Linked DNA regions of Ovis aries: region 1 is linked to region 2. The links are chromatin contacts, called in public Hi-C maps. All regions are on one chromosome and are shown on one strand. The core of a region is the stretch at or near the end of the contact, and the rest is flanking DNA. Distances in the headings are between cores, read along the strand shown.

Evidence for each region. A called contact is a pair of places that touch in the nucleus more often than the background predicts.
Region 1: a Hi-C map of liver shows a contact between it and region 2, with 4 times the contacts expected there. The contact joins two enhancer-like sites. A contact is called at or near these places in 6 of 16 Hi-C or Micro-C datasets (hypothalamus, liver, muscle and 2 more).

Annotation. Positions count from the first base shown.
Region 1 is chr7:59,147,083-59,154,716 of ARS-UI_Ramb_v3.0, forward strand. All of the region lies in intron 5 of GALK2 (galactokinase 2), which reads right to left. Among named protein-coding and RNA genes, the nearest start is that of GALK2, 59 kb to the right of the region's middle. Within about 2 kb of position 3,064, at least 5 of the 54 cell types and tissues checked have an H3K27ac peak or open chromatin away from gene starts, as enhancers often do. A contact at or near this core is called in liver, where this site is marked.
Region 2 is chr7:58,979,824-58,987,005 of ARS-UI_Ramb_v3.0, forward strand. All of the region lies in intron 11 of FAM227B (family with sequence similarity 227 member B), which reads left to right. The region is part of intron 3 of FGF7 (fibroblast growth factor 7); the gene reads right to left. Among named protein-coding and RNA genes, the nearest start is that of FGF7, 6.6 kb to the right of the region's middle. Within about 2 kb of position 4,153, at least 4 of the 54 cell types and tissues checked have an H3K27ac peak or open chromatin away from gene starts, as enhancers often do. A contact at or near this core is called in liver, where this site is marked.

The DNA of each region.
Region 1 (7,634 bases), core at 1,814-4,313, 170 kb after region 2:
TTATATAAATTCACTAAGCCTCAATACTTTCCTCTGCAAAACTGAAATAATAATAGTAATAAACCTGTTTTACAAAGGTACCATGAGGTTAGAGATGATGTGTATAAGACACCTAGGTACTTGATTATAAAAGGGGGGGTATCTTTTACTCTCACATAAATTCTAGTACAACTTAAAGTCCATATTTTTCAATAGTAATCTCCAAATCTTGGTGTCCAGAACGTATCATAAATAGTCTTCATCAGTTAACCTTTTCCCTTGAGTCACTTTACAGTTTATCTAAAATAAATAAAGTTTGTGTCTACAAAAACAGCTGTCTCCTTTCTGTTCTCATGGCCACCAATACACTTAAAATCTCATGCAGTTACAGACTCTTCCCTGACTACTAACTTATTTTCATACCTTACCTACTTTCTTGCTAAACACTTGCCCTAAACTTTTCCAAAATCTCCTAACAGGAAGGTCAGAGAACTGGAAGAATTTGGCTAATCTGACATTCAGCCCTGTGAATTTAAAGGAACAGCTGCTCTTACTCTCATTTTAGAAACAGAAGTTGAGGCATGGGGTGGTGGGGGGCGGGGGGGGGGGGGAAGGGGGTTTCATACAAGTTATAGACCAAACTGGTTACGAAGGGGGACAAGCTATAGAGAGCCTTCCATTGTTCTGCTTACTGTATCAAATACTAGTCTGGGGCTCAGCACAAGGTTAAGTCTTGATCAATTGGCTACAATCAACATAAATGAATGGAAATATCAGATGACAAACCCCTCTGAATTTGGTAGGATTATTTACCATTGTATTGTTATCTTTTATCTTTTCTCTGTATACCATAAAGGTAGAAGGTAAGGGCTATGGACATATGTGGTAAATTAATATCACCTACATTGGTCCAATTAATTCTTTAAATACTGAATAATGTTTATTATTGCTGTGTGCAAGTCAAAGTTTGGAGACATCAACACATGGTGACCTAATAATGAAAAGAATCTAAGAATTGCAACAAAAGTTCAAGGCATAACCAGGCATGGCTATGAATTTTCAGCAACAGTGGTTTCATTTGAAACCAACTTGGAAACAGTGACCCTTATTCCTCCAAACTGTTGCTCCCTAATTAGTCTTGTTTGCCTTCGTTTATGCTAATGGTAAACATGCATTTAGCCTAAGAAAGGAAATGGAAAAACAAAAAAAGCAGAGGTGACCTAAACAACCTCCGTGAAGCAAGGTTTCTAATCAGCAAATAGCTTAGTCATATCATCCAAGAGAATCCAAATCACTCAAAATCATTAAATAAAAGATTCCATTTCCAATCCTACTCCTAAAAAAGACTATAATCAAAGACACAAACACTATCCCCTGTAACTGAAAGAAACCTGGTTCTTTCTTATGATAATACAATATGAACAGTTTTATATGCACATAGTAACAATAGTAGCTTAAATTTTCAAAATTTTTTTAAACACAGGCCACCCAATGCTCATACTAAGCCCTCCTGGTTTTTGTACCAGTGAGCACATGGCTTCAGTCCATGCTCAACACTTAATTAAGAGATTCTTTTCAAAGATTGTACTCTGGATTTATCATCTTTTCTGAGGCCAGGCTGCTGCAGTTCATTAGCAGTCAACATCTGGCTGGAATGTTTTAAACTACTATTTTCCTTAACCATTATACGGATGAGGTTTTTGTTATTCTAAGCAAAATGAAACAATGTCTTTGTATGGACTTCTAAACATAATAATTAGTGACAGTGCAAATTGTTTTCTGATTTTTCTTATACTGTGTAGCAAATTACTATTAAAACATTTAAATCGTAGTTTAAACCTTTGTATAATAGTGAGACTCTTTTCATTTTGTAATATAGACCATGCCTTTACTTTTTAAATACAAGGTCTCATTCTAAAGGCCAAGAAATATTTAACGTAAATGTAGTTACATGCAAAGAAAAATTATCTTTAAACTTTCTCAAGGAAACAGCTCTTAAAAACTCAGAAAAATAAAAACGTGGACATATCTGGCACAGAACTTTGGACACTCCAGTTACTTTGCTTCTGAACCTCAAAGGTCTCTTATACACAGCATGGATTTCAAACTTCAAAAACACTCCTCTGAAGAGTATCAACCCATGTCTACACAATTAATTTGCCACTGAAATTAAGTTAACTAAATCTGTTTAGGGACTTAAGCAACTAGAAACATCCCTGTAGTCAACTAAGTTTTTGAAAGGAATTTCATGAGGCTGCATAAGACTTTCTAGGCCTCAGCTGACACATATTTACAAGTCTGGCTCAGAGAACTGTTATAATGCACTTATGGGCTCACTCTGCCTGAAATGCCCTTGGGCCGCTCCCAGGACTTTGTGTCAAGACACAGCTTTCTTTGCTTTTAAAATTTTTTAGAACTCACCACTTATTTAAAATCTTCTTCATCCAGCTTTACCAAGGAGCCATTCTTACAAACTTATTTCCCATTTACATATAAAATACTTCACCCCTTGGATGGGGCTTCTCTCATAGCTCAGTTAGTAAAGAATCTGCCTGCAATGCAGGAGACCGGGATTCAATTCCTAAGTTGGGAAGATCCTCTGGAGAAGGAAATGGCAACCCACTTCAGTATTCATGCCTGGAGAATTCCATGGACAAAGGAGCCTGGCAAGCTATAGTCCATGGAGTTGCAAGAGTCGGACACAACTTACCTACACCACCACTACCTTGGATGAGATAGGCGCTCAATTATTAAGACTTCTGTTAGTATAGTATTCCACTGTGTGCACTCAAGTTCCATAAGGGCAGTGACTGTTCCTTTTCTTTTTCTTTTTTGAAAAATTGTTTCCTCTCTTGCCAGTATAAGCTATAGTATAGTGCTCCCAGCTGAAAGAACTCAAATCGGTGTAAATCCTATCTTGCTATCCTCAGCTCAGAGCCCTCCAAAGGCTTTGTTTGGCTTGGAATGAAATTCAAACAAGACTGACCATGTGGCCTCTGGCCGCCACTCTCAACTCTCCTTCCACCACTCTGCCCTCTCCCCTACTCACCACACCCCATCCACACAGGCCTCTACTATTCCTGGAATGAGACCAGCGGCCTTTCACCTTAGGTCTCTGGCATTTGTGTGCCTTCTGCCTCCTCTCTCTGCTCACTCCCTCAGGTCTCACTTCAGATGTCTCCTCCTTAAAGGAGACTTCTAACTCCCTATCTAAAATAGCTGCTTCCCCTTTCTACAGCCTATTTTTTCTTTCTAGCTCTAGCTGATATTACCTTATATATCCATTTGTATAGCTGTTCATTATCTCCCACCAGCACCACAACCACCAGCATGTAAATGTCATGAAAGCGGAGGCTTCACTGATTTTATTCACCTTTGATACCTAGAACAATACCTGGCACGTAGCAAGTGTTCAATAAATGTCACTGAACGGTTGCTTTCAGAACCCCAGTAGAGGAAAGAATTTGCAGGTAGAAGCCAATCAAACACACCTTACTGGCCAAAGCTGGTCTTTAGAATTACAACCTGTTTTGCAAGCCAGCCAGCTGTCTCTAAGGTCCATAAGAGGAATTGAGTCCTTCCTGGCCTCCAAGGACAACTCCAAGAACACACAGACACTAGACACAAGTCTACAGCAACCCAAATCCTGAGCTGGCAAAGGAGGGGCATACCTTACAGAATGCCTCCCCAACTAACATTCTCCTGATAGAACATCTCTTGGTTTTTGATACTTAAACTTCATAGACTGTATATATCTCCCAGTACAATACTTTTTAAAAAGTGCTTGTTTATTTAAGAAAAAAAATATGCTTACATCCCAAAATGTAAATACTACTGGCCTGCACCCCCACAGGCCTACAAGGCCTGTGTTTGCCCAATTTCAAGACCAAAGAAAGGGCCCAAGTCAGCAACAGTGACATCTATGGTTTAATGGATGGGGAAGCTTACATATCTGAAGCAGGGTCCTGGAGCAACACCCCACTGCATATCGCGGTTGGCAGTAGCAGTCTTAGCTCCTGGGGTGGGGGGAAGTGGAGATGACAAGTTATTTGCACAGGATACAGGTAAAACAGGGACTGTAATAGTAGAGGTTGTACAGAGAGCAAGAGAACAGCCATCGTGAGTGGCCTGCCCATACAACAACACTGGTAAGGAAATAAGTGTCTGCAATCCCGGGACACCAGGTGTCCACAAAGACTCAGTGTACTACTGTGTAAAGTAACTGCTTGTTAACAAGCCTAATAGTTGTCCAATGGTCAAGAAAAGTGCTAGGCTTCCCTGGTAGCTCAGTAGTAAAGAATCTGCCTGCCAGTGCAGGAGACACAGGTTCAATCTTTGATCTGGGAAGATCCCATATGCTGTAGAGCAACTAAGCCTGTGTGCCACAACTACTGAGCCTGTGCTTTGAAGTGCATGAATTGCAACTATTGAGCCCAGGTGCCTCAACTACAGAAGCCTGCATGCCCTAGAGCCTGTGCTGCGTAACAAGAGAAGCCACCCCAATGAGAAGCCAGAGTACCACAACTGGAGAGTAGGCCCTGTTCGCCACATCTAGAGACAAGCCCAAGCAGCAGTGAAGACCCAGCACAGCCATAAAGAAATAAAATTATTTTTTCAAAAAAGAAAGGCAACTGTTCTAAGTATTTTTCATTGTATTTCTAAGTTACTTATTTAGTGGGATTTTTTACTGTGTTTTTGTAACATTGTAGGAAATTAGATATTCTAAGTTGAAGAGCAACACATTGTAGTTTTTCCTATTTAAAACAATAAGAAATAGGCCTCCACTTAAATGATCTTGTGCAGAACATCTGATTTTTTTAGATGTTTTGATTTTTAGAATTACAACCTGTTTTGCAAGCCAGCCAGCTGTCTCTAAGGTCCATAAGAGGAATTTAGTCCTTTCTTCTTGACCTCTGAGGACAACTCCAAGAACACACAGAAACTAGACACAAGTCTGCTGCTGCTGCTAAGTCGCTTCAGTCGTGTCCGACTCTGTGCGACCCCATAGACGGCAGTCTACCAGGCTCCCCCGTCCCTGGGATTCTCAAGGCAAGAACACTGGAGCGGGTTGCCATTTCCTTCTTCAATGCATGAAAGTGAAGAGTGAAAGTGAAGCCGCTCAGTTGTGTCCGACTCTCAGCGACCCCATGGACTGCAGCCTACAGCAACCTAAATGCTGAACTAGCAAAGTAGGGGCATACCTTACAGAATGCCTCCCCAACTAACATTTTCCTGATAGAACATCTCTAGGTTTTTGATACTTAAACTTCATAGACTGTATATATCTCCCAGTACAATACTTTTGAAAAGGTGCTTGTTTATTTAAGAAAAAAATATGCTTACATCCCCAAACCTAAATACTATTGGCCTGCACCCATTAAGCAAAAGATGCCTGCATGTTCTTGGATTCACCCAAACCCCACCAACAAGCTTCTCCCCAGGCCTTTCTGATCTGGTGACAGTCTAGCAGCTCATCTGTTCCCAATCTCTAACTTTGACTCATTGAATCTCTTCTCATGTCTTCATCTTCTAGTTACCTTTCATTTCATTCACCTTTCTTCTCCTTTTCTTAATTTTTACCAAGGGAATATATGCATATAATCTAAAGGATCGAAGGAGCTAAAAGGCTTACAACAACAAAAGCAGTCCCTAGCTCTCTCACATCTATCTCATCTTCATCCTCAGTACAGAGTGCCCAGAGTCAAACACTTTCAACCAGCTCTTGCTTTAAATTATCAGATAATCTGAGTAAAATGCTATTTCATAGATATTCCATATTAATTTCACCTACTGCCTTCTTATGATAAAGGAGAATTTTAGCTGTCTTACACCTACCTTTCCCCCAATCTTTCTCAATAAATTTATGCCAAAAAAGTTTGGTTAAATCTGTATTTGGTATATTAATTATTGAGGTTATTGTTTATCTATGAGACAAATAATGAAAAATAATTGATTTCCTTTCTGGGACAACTTTTCCCTATACTTAATAATTCCTGAATTATTAATTAATTATTAATTATTATAATTTCCTCATTTGCATAGTTTAATTTGCACATCCAGCTAAGCCTTCCCATACCCTATAAAAACTCTGCAAAAATCACTCTCATTTTTCAACAGTCAAATATGTCAGATTTATCAATTCTTTATTTTCCTGATAAGATTTATCAATTCCATTTTTTCTTCCCCCATCAGGTTCTATGATGTACTGACTGTTTTCTAAGTTTCTGGGTGTTGTGGATGTTATGCTGGGATTTCCCATCACTGATGTTCTATAAATACCCAACTCCTCTCTCCTGTATTAGATTTCCCATCTCCAAGTTCCCATGTCAACTTCTTTCTTGGTTTACTCCCGAGTTTTGGTTGATTACATGTTGTAGACTTTTAGAATTTGCGTGTTTGAGAGTGTTTTATTCTATCCTTTTACTTGATCAGTTCATTTATCCTAAGCTAAACTTCATTCATATTTTGAAGACATTACTTTGTTGCCTTCCATCTTCCAAAGCTATTTTTAATATTTTCATTCCTGTTCGTTTGATTATGGTCTTTTTTCCATCTTTCTCTTGCTCTCTCAATCAGTTTTGAGTGTTTTCTACTAATATTCAAGTTTTAAAATTCCCAGACAATATACTTTGGTTGGTTTTCTTTCATTTTTTAAATGGAAGGAAAAGCTTTTTTTTTTTAACTGAGGAATAATTTGTTTTTTTTTTCCATTTATTATGCTGAGTACTCTATGAGCACTTTTCAACTTGAAAATACATATTTTCATTTTAGAGAAACGTTATTTTAAAAAATAATAATTTTCTGGGAATGCCCTGACAGTCCAGTAGTTAGGACTTGGTGCTTTCACTTCAGTCGCCCAGGTTCAATACCTGGTCAAGCCATACAGTGAGGCCAAAATGATAATAACAATAATAATAATGATAATTCTCTAATGATTGTTTATTCTGTTTCTTCTTACTGGTTGGATATTGTATTTCCAGGATTGATCTATAAGTTTTCTTATTTTTCTCTCTTTTATTGTCCATCCCTTTTTTCCTACTTTATCAGAATTCTTCTAGCCTTTATACTGAACTTTTTTTTCAGCTACCATATGTTTAATATCCAAAAGCTCTTTCTGTTTGCTCCTTTTTAAAAAGTAGCATTCTATTTTTTTTTCAACATTATACTCTCTGAGGACAACAGGATGAAGTTGAAGCAATTTTCTGCTCTCAGTATTGTCTTCTGTTTCCTCTGAGTTCCTTTTTCCTTTGTTTACTTCATGTTGAAGGCCTTCTTTCAAAGACCAATTATGTTTTGACAGCCTATCATCCTTAAGAGTGAGTCATGGGTTTCTAATATGCTCATAGAGTAGCTGGAGAATTTCAGTGGAAGGGGGCCACCAAATGTCGGTAGTTATGGGTCTTTTCTCTAGGATGGTTCACCATGGTTTAGTTTCCTCTGAGAAGGCTCTTCTAATGTCCCTGCTTGGGTGTGGAGTGGTAAGGCTGCCAGTATGCTAGAGCTGATCAGAGAAAGGGAGTTGTACTGTTCAGAGGCAGAATGTCCTTTAATCTCCTAGTTTTCAATTCTATTCTGGTCCAGCCTTTCTCAGTGCTCAATGTCCCCAAGTCCAGATAATCTTTGATTCTCCAGAGACTCCTACAAAGGTGGGGGAA
Region 2 (7,182 bases), core at 2,903-5,402:
TCCTCTGTCGTCCCCTTCTCCTCCTGTCCCCAATCCTTCCCAGCATCAGAGTCTTTTCCAATGAGTCAACTCTTCGCATGAGGTGGCCAAAGTACTGGAGTTTCAGCTTTAGCATCATTCCTTCCAAAGAAATCCCAGGGCTGATCTCCTTCAGAATGGACTGGTTGGACCTCCTTGCAGTCCAAGGGACTCAAGAGTCTTCTCCAACACCACAGTTCAAAAGCATCAATTCTTCGGCGCTCAGCTTTCTTCACAGTCCAACTCTCACATCCATACATGACCACAGGAAAAACCATAGCCTTGACTAGACAGACCTTAGTCGGCAAAGTAATGTCTCTGCTTTTGAATATACTATCTAGGTTGGTCATAACTTTTCTTCCAAGGAGTAAGCGTCTTTTAATTTCATGGCTGCAGTCACCATCTGCAGTGATTTTGGAGCCCCCCAAAATAAAGTCTGACACTGTTTCCACTGTTTCCCATCTATTTCCCATGAAGTGATGGGACCGGATGCCATCTGCAGGCTGAGATTTTGATTTTGAATTTGATGTCAAATCATTTTCTCACTTATCTACAATTATATCTGATGTCCAGATAGGCAGATGAAATGGAAAATATTCCAGTAGCTTTTAATGGAACATGATAAATATGCTATTTAAGGATATTGAAATATGCCCCATTTCTCCTTTCTAGTATTAAACAGAAAAATAAACTCAGCTTCAGAATAGTCTGTATAAATAAGCAAAGATTATTACAGGTTTTTGCACAGATTTTCAAATTTATTTCAGAAACTCATGCAGTAATCTATTACCATTTCAACCCTCTGTGCACTAGTTTATGTTTTCACCTCAGAAACCCTCCCTCTACTCTCTTACCAATCCATTGGACTCAATTTCCCTTATTCTGTAAGGGCATCAAAAAGTTAGTGAAATATTATACATTAACTATACTTCAATTTTTAAAAAAATAGCAAAGCTATATTTTATAAATATCCTTTGTATTTAAGTCCCCCCTAAACTTAAAATACAAAATTCACTAATGTGTATATGAAGTCCTCTTTCCTTTCATCTCTTGCCTTTCCTCTCCTGTTCAGGGACAAAGATATTTTCTTCCTTTTTATTCTTAGGACACTAATGAATGGCTCTATCAAGTGCTTGTGGCCACTCCATTAGTAGTGATCACATTCTGCTTCAGGGAAGTTAACTGATGTTACTGAAGAATCTCTGGAGACAATTCTCCCAGGTATATATCAAACTTTTTTTATCCAAAGGATATTTCTGCCTAACTGGCAAGTTTTACCAGGACATGGGCATTGAATAGTTCTCCTGTCTCCTTTCCCACTCTAATTCCTTTGTCTTTATATATTATTATACAAACACAAATAGCTGACTAACTTTATTTTTTTTCTAAATCATGTACATATTTAATTAAGAAACTAATAATGGAATATTATCCAAATGAAAAGCAGAAGCTCAATTATCATGTTCCATATTTCAGAGAAGAGGCATTAAGGATTTATGCCATAAGTTAGGATGCTAAGTTCAAGAGTTTGGTCCTTTTTTCTTTTCTTTTCTTTTTTTTTTTTTTTTTTTTTTTTGCTTAACCTTTTTTTTTTTTTTTAATTTTAAAATCTTTAATTCTTACATGTGTTCCCAAACATGACCCCCCCTCCCACCTCCCTCCACTGTGTGGAGATTCCTTAAAAATTGCAAATAGAACTACCTTATGACCCAGCAATCCCACTGCTGGGCATACACACCAAGGAAACCAGAATTGAAAGAGACACATGTACCCCAATGTTCATCGCAGCACTGTTTATAATAGCCAGGACATGGAAACAACCTAGATGTCCATCAGCAGATGAATGGATAAGAAAGCTGTGGTACATATACACAATGGAGTATTACTCAGCCATTAAAAAGAATTCATTTGAATCAGTTCTGATGAGATGGATGAAACTGGAGCCAATTATACAGAGTGAAGTAAGCCAGAAAGAAAAACAGCAATACAGTATACTAACACATATATATGGAATTTAGGAAGATGGCAATGACGACCCTGTATGCAAGACAGGAAAAAAGACACAGAAATAGCTGACTAACTTTAATCATGTTTTCCTTGTTAGTAAACTTGGTATGGCTTCTCTACCTAAGTCAGAATAAGGTATCTCAAATACAGATATGAATCTTGGTCAAAAAACTGTCAAATGTTCAGTGAGTCTTTGATGTGATTTTCAGAACCACATGAAAGGCAGATAATTTTTATTTTCCAACCTACTTTGCTTGTAGAAAGATTGGATATGAACTGGGAGGACATTGAAGTGAAGTGAAGTGAGCTCGCTCAGTCGTGTCCAACTCTTTGCGACCCGATGGACTGCAGCCCACCAGGCTCTTCTATCCATGGGATTCTCCAGGCAAGGATACTGGAGTGGGTTGCCATTTCCTTCTCCAGGGGAACTTCCCGACCCAGGGATCGAACCCAGGTCTCCTGCATTGCGGGCAGGTGCTTTACCCTCTGAGCCACTAGGGAGGACATTATCATAAGTGAAATAGGCTAGATACAGAAGAACAAATATTATATAACACAGCTTTCAGGAAAAATCTAAAATATTAGCCACCTCTCATAGAAGCAGAGAATAGTGGTTTCTAGAGACTGGAGGGTGGGGAAAACAAGGAGATATTAGTCAAAGGATACTAAGTTTCAGTTATGCAAGATGAATAAATCCGAGACATACTCTACACTGTAGTGTCTATCGTTTACAATATTGTAGGTATACTTAAATATTTGCTAAGAGGATAGATAGATCCAACCAGGCCATCATAAAGGAAATCAGTCCTGAATATTCATTGGAAGGGCTGATCCTGAAGCTGAAACTCCAATACTTTGGCCACCTGATGGGGAGAACTGACTCATTTGAAAAGACCCTGATGCTGGGAAAGGTTGAAGGCGGGAGGAAAAGGGGATGACAGGATGAGATGGTTGGATGGCATCACCGACTCAATGGACATGAGTTTGAGTAAGCTCCAGGAGTTGGTGATGGACAGGGTGGCCTGGCGTGCTGCAGTCCATGGGGTCGCAAAGAGTCAGAAACAACTGAGTGACTGAACTGAACTGAAGAGGATAGATCTTATGTTAAGTACTTTTATTACTACTACTATTAATAATAATAAAAAGATCAGGAGTAAACTATTGGAAGTGATAGATATGTTTATGGCATAGATTATGATGATATATACTTACCTCTGAATTCATCAAGTTGTATACTTTCAATAATTACAACTTTTTGCATGTTAATCATATCTCAGAACATTTTTTTAAAGCTTGAATATAGTTTATAAAAAGTAGGAATTCATATGAAAGCCCATTTCATTTAATGTTGTTTTTTCTCCATATTACTTAGGTATATGCAATTCCTGCCTCTTCTTTGTGCCATATGTGAAATTAAAACATAGAAGGGTATTGTATTCCAGTAGTAATGTAAAAGAAGTTACTGTGCTATTTTAACGCAGTGGAAAAAAAGCTGGGATCTTTAGAAAAGAAAGGAAAGAAAGCTTTGCTTTAATCCCTGATTTACAAACAGAACAAACTTTTAGGTTCATAGCCTTTCACTAATCTGGATAAACCCTCTAGGCTTATAGTTTCTTTCCTATTGGATTTTCTAGACTGGAGCTTGTCTCTTTAAATCACTGCTTTTGTAGGGTGGCCATAGGAGGTGAAACCCTAATTTGGGGGCATCAGTTCATAATCATAAATGGCTAATTTAAGTGCCTTGTAAGCTGGCCTTGATGCCTGTACTCCAGGTTCCCTGCTTGCAGCACCACTTGAAAGTGTCAGAAGGGAATCAGACCTGCCTGTTATTGTGAAATTGTGGCACAGGACCTATTTTTTTCCCAACGATGAACTCGTTCATCAAAGATGCCTTCTTAAATAGTAGCTAGAAAGCTGTCATCACATGGATTTCCAAGCCAGTTCACCAAACGTTGGAGCCACTAAGATTTGTCAAAAATGTTGAATCCTGATGCATTATCCAGAGATTCATTCCTGATGAGCCCATTTCAAAATCCACCAGGGCAAAGGTGAACTCTGGAGCCCTCTAAGGGTTCCAAAACATTCCCAGGACACCTACGGGGATCCTGCTGAATTACAAGCCTTGGCTCCTTAAGTAGTGGTTTTCAACCTTAGCTGCAGATTAGAATCACTGGAGAGCTTTAAACTAACACGGATGCCTGGGTTCTTCGTGCCTTCACTAGATTCTCCTTTAACTAGGTGGTGGTTTCCCCAGTAATCTAATATGCTCCCCGTAGTTTTGTAGCCATGTCAGGATTATCTGGGGAACTTTTGAAATTTCTGAAGCCCAGGCTGCGCCCCAAATAAATTTAATGAGAATTTTTGTGGATGGAACCTGGTATCAGTATTTTTTAAAGTTTCCCAGCTGATTACAATATTTAGTCAAGGCTGAGAAATAGAAAAATCTAGAAAAGAAATCCCTTCCACATAGATCTAAAAGGTGGCATCCTACATCCTCTTCAATTCACCTGGGTCTCTGAAAGCTCTAAAACTATAGGTTGAAGAGTTGTGATACAACTGAGTCACAAGGTAAAATGCATGATCAGATACTCTGGATTGATAAGAAATGAAAGTGATGATCAGATAAGAATCTATAAAATAAATAAGAAATACACCTGTGGCAATGAGATGTTATTAGCATTTATTAAACACCAGACACCAGTATTAGCCTAAAAACAGAGGAAGACCATAAAATGGAAAATTATTCTTAATATTAGAGTTTTCAAAGAATAGCTAATCTTTCCAAATCGAGCTATTTCCAAATAGCTGTTATTTCCAAATGTTCCATAATTTAAACCTTGGGAACTTACTTAAGGAAATGCAGGTCACCAATTCTATAGGATTCCATTTTGTCAGTAATTCTACAATTTTGGTTCAGTTCCATAGATATGTTTGTCATTGTCTGTTTTTTTAAATGAGGTTGTTGTGATTTTTTTATTTCTTACTTTGACAGTGTGAGTTAACTTTTCTTTTAGGTAACCTACTAAGAACTCTTTGAAGCATAAGCAAGTTTTCCATCTTTATATTTAGAGGAGATATGTATATTTGTTAGCTACTAGCAGAGATTCTTGTTGAGCAGGAACTTATCCAAAGAATTGTTGACAATTAAATCGCTGAAGATTTTGTGGTCAAAGTCAAATCCAACAACAGTGTGTTTATTTTCTTTTTGCCAATTGTTAGGCCATATCCCATCACAGTCTAACAATCCAAAAGAGAATATTGCCAAATCACTGGCCAGTTTTCAGAATGGCTAACCCTTTTCTTACTATGGAACTTTCAATGCTTAATTGCAACAAGTGAGGCATACTTTTTCTTGAATCAATGGCTTATGGCTATTAAGAATTCCTTCTCTAAAGAAACGGGAAGAGAAAAACTTTTTTAGTAATTGAATGTCAAAAGCAAGAAAATCATTCCAAGGGATTGAGTTCACATCTGTCTTTCAGGGCAGTTGTCATTTGCCCAAGTGCACTGCTGCTGTCTCTCACTTGGCACCTCAACTCCCAGCTTAAACAGCAGTTATTTGTGTCAGGTGTGGAGTGATTGCCTCTGTCTGCTGATGGGCTGCCTGGGCCAATTATCTAAATTCACCCTCTGGCCTTGTCCCCAAGTGGAAAGCTCTGACTACATCAGTGGAAGGACTGACCAGCCGTTGCCAGTCCCTTTGTGGTATTATTAATGCTCTACTTCTGCAGGGAATGTGGATTCTTATTTCATTTTGGAGGGGCATTTTGTACTTTTACTACTATTATTATTAATTCGGTTAGGTTCTAGTTTCACCTCTTAGAAGCCTACTAAAAAGCTAAATATGGTGCCACCAGAGAACAAGTTAGAGGAGAGGCTTTCTTGCCTCCTGGGTAAGAGTAGTGTGTTATCTCAGGACCAGTTCTCCAGTGATAACTTCTCTCTCTTCCAGAGTCAGAAACGCAATTCAGCAGCTCCTGGCCTTTTATAAATTCCTATTTTTACATAGCCGAGTCTTGCTTATACAGTTACTAATACAAGTCTTGTTTCTGTTGGTATCCTTGGTGCATTTTTTCTGCCATTTACTCAATCTTATTTAGATATAAAATATTTCACAAGATAGCACTGTAATTAAGCCTGAAGTGAGACTCTTACAACCCAAGGTAGCTTAAATGATTTTCTCAATTCCCTAAAGATGTGAGGGGCTTCCCAGGTGGCTCAGTGGTAAAGAATAGGCTGGCCAGTGCAGGAGACATAGATTCTATCCCTGGGTCAGGAAGATCCCCTGAAGAAGGTAATGGCAACCCACTCCAGTGTCCTTGCCTGGCAAAGTCCATGGACAGTGGAGCCTGGCAGGCTACACTCCATGGGGTCGCAAAAGAGTTGGACACGACTGAGCGACTAAACAACAACAAAAATGTGAGACATGAGTCGTCATATCCACTCCCTATCACTCCCCTTCTCTTCCTCCAACCCTCCATTCACCTGCCCCAGCCTAACACTTCTGGAAGCAGAATTATACTCCCAGATTTTTCACCTTACCTACCTACTCCAATCCATTATCTTAGCAACATCTTATAAACCACATTCCTATGAGGGAGCGGTGCTTCTGCTGGTGAAACAAGCAGAAACTCAAGATCCGTTAATATCTTTAGGTCATTTTCCCTTTCATTCAAAGCAAAGCCATGAAAATGGACTAGGGACTTTCCTATGGTAACCCAGAGAACCGCTGTTCATGTAGACGATGTCCAACTTTTCATGCCAAATTTTATCACCTGAGACATTTTAATGTATCCCACCTTAAAAGGCCTCCGAAGAACATTCAACAATGTGTGAACGAAGTTAGGGCATCAGAACACATGAAATTCAAAGTTTAATTTTGATCTTTTCCACTTTCTGTACTTGGTATTTCAACCTAGTAGATAATCCAATTACCTTTTAGTTTCTCATTTTAATGAAACAGGAAGGAAACAGCTTTTATTCATTAATTCAGTTAAGGATTGAGAGATATAAACAATAAGTTTTGTAATTTCAGTTTTTTGTTTTCTTTGACTTTTAAACAAATTCTTCTGAGCAATTTCTTTGTACCTGGATGCAGTGGCTTCAACTTCACCAACGGCAATTTGCATTTTTTGTATGAGGTACTCAATTTTAAAA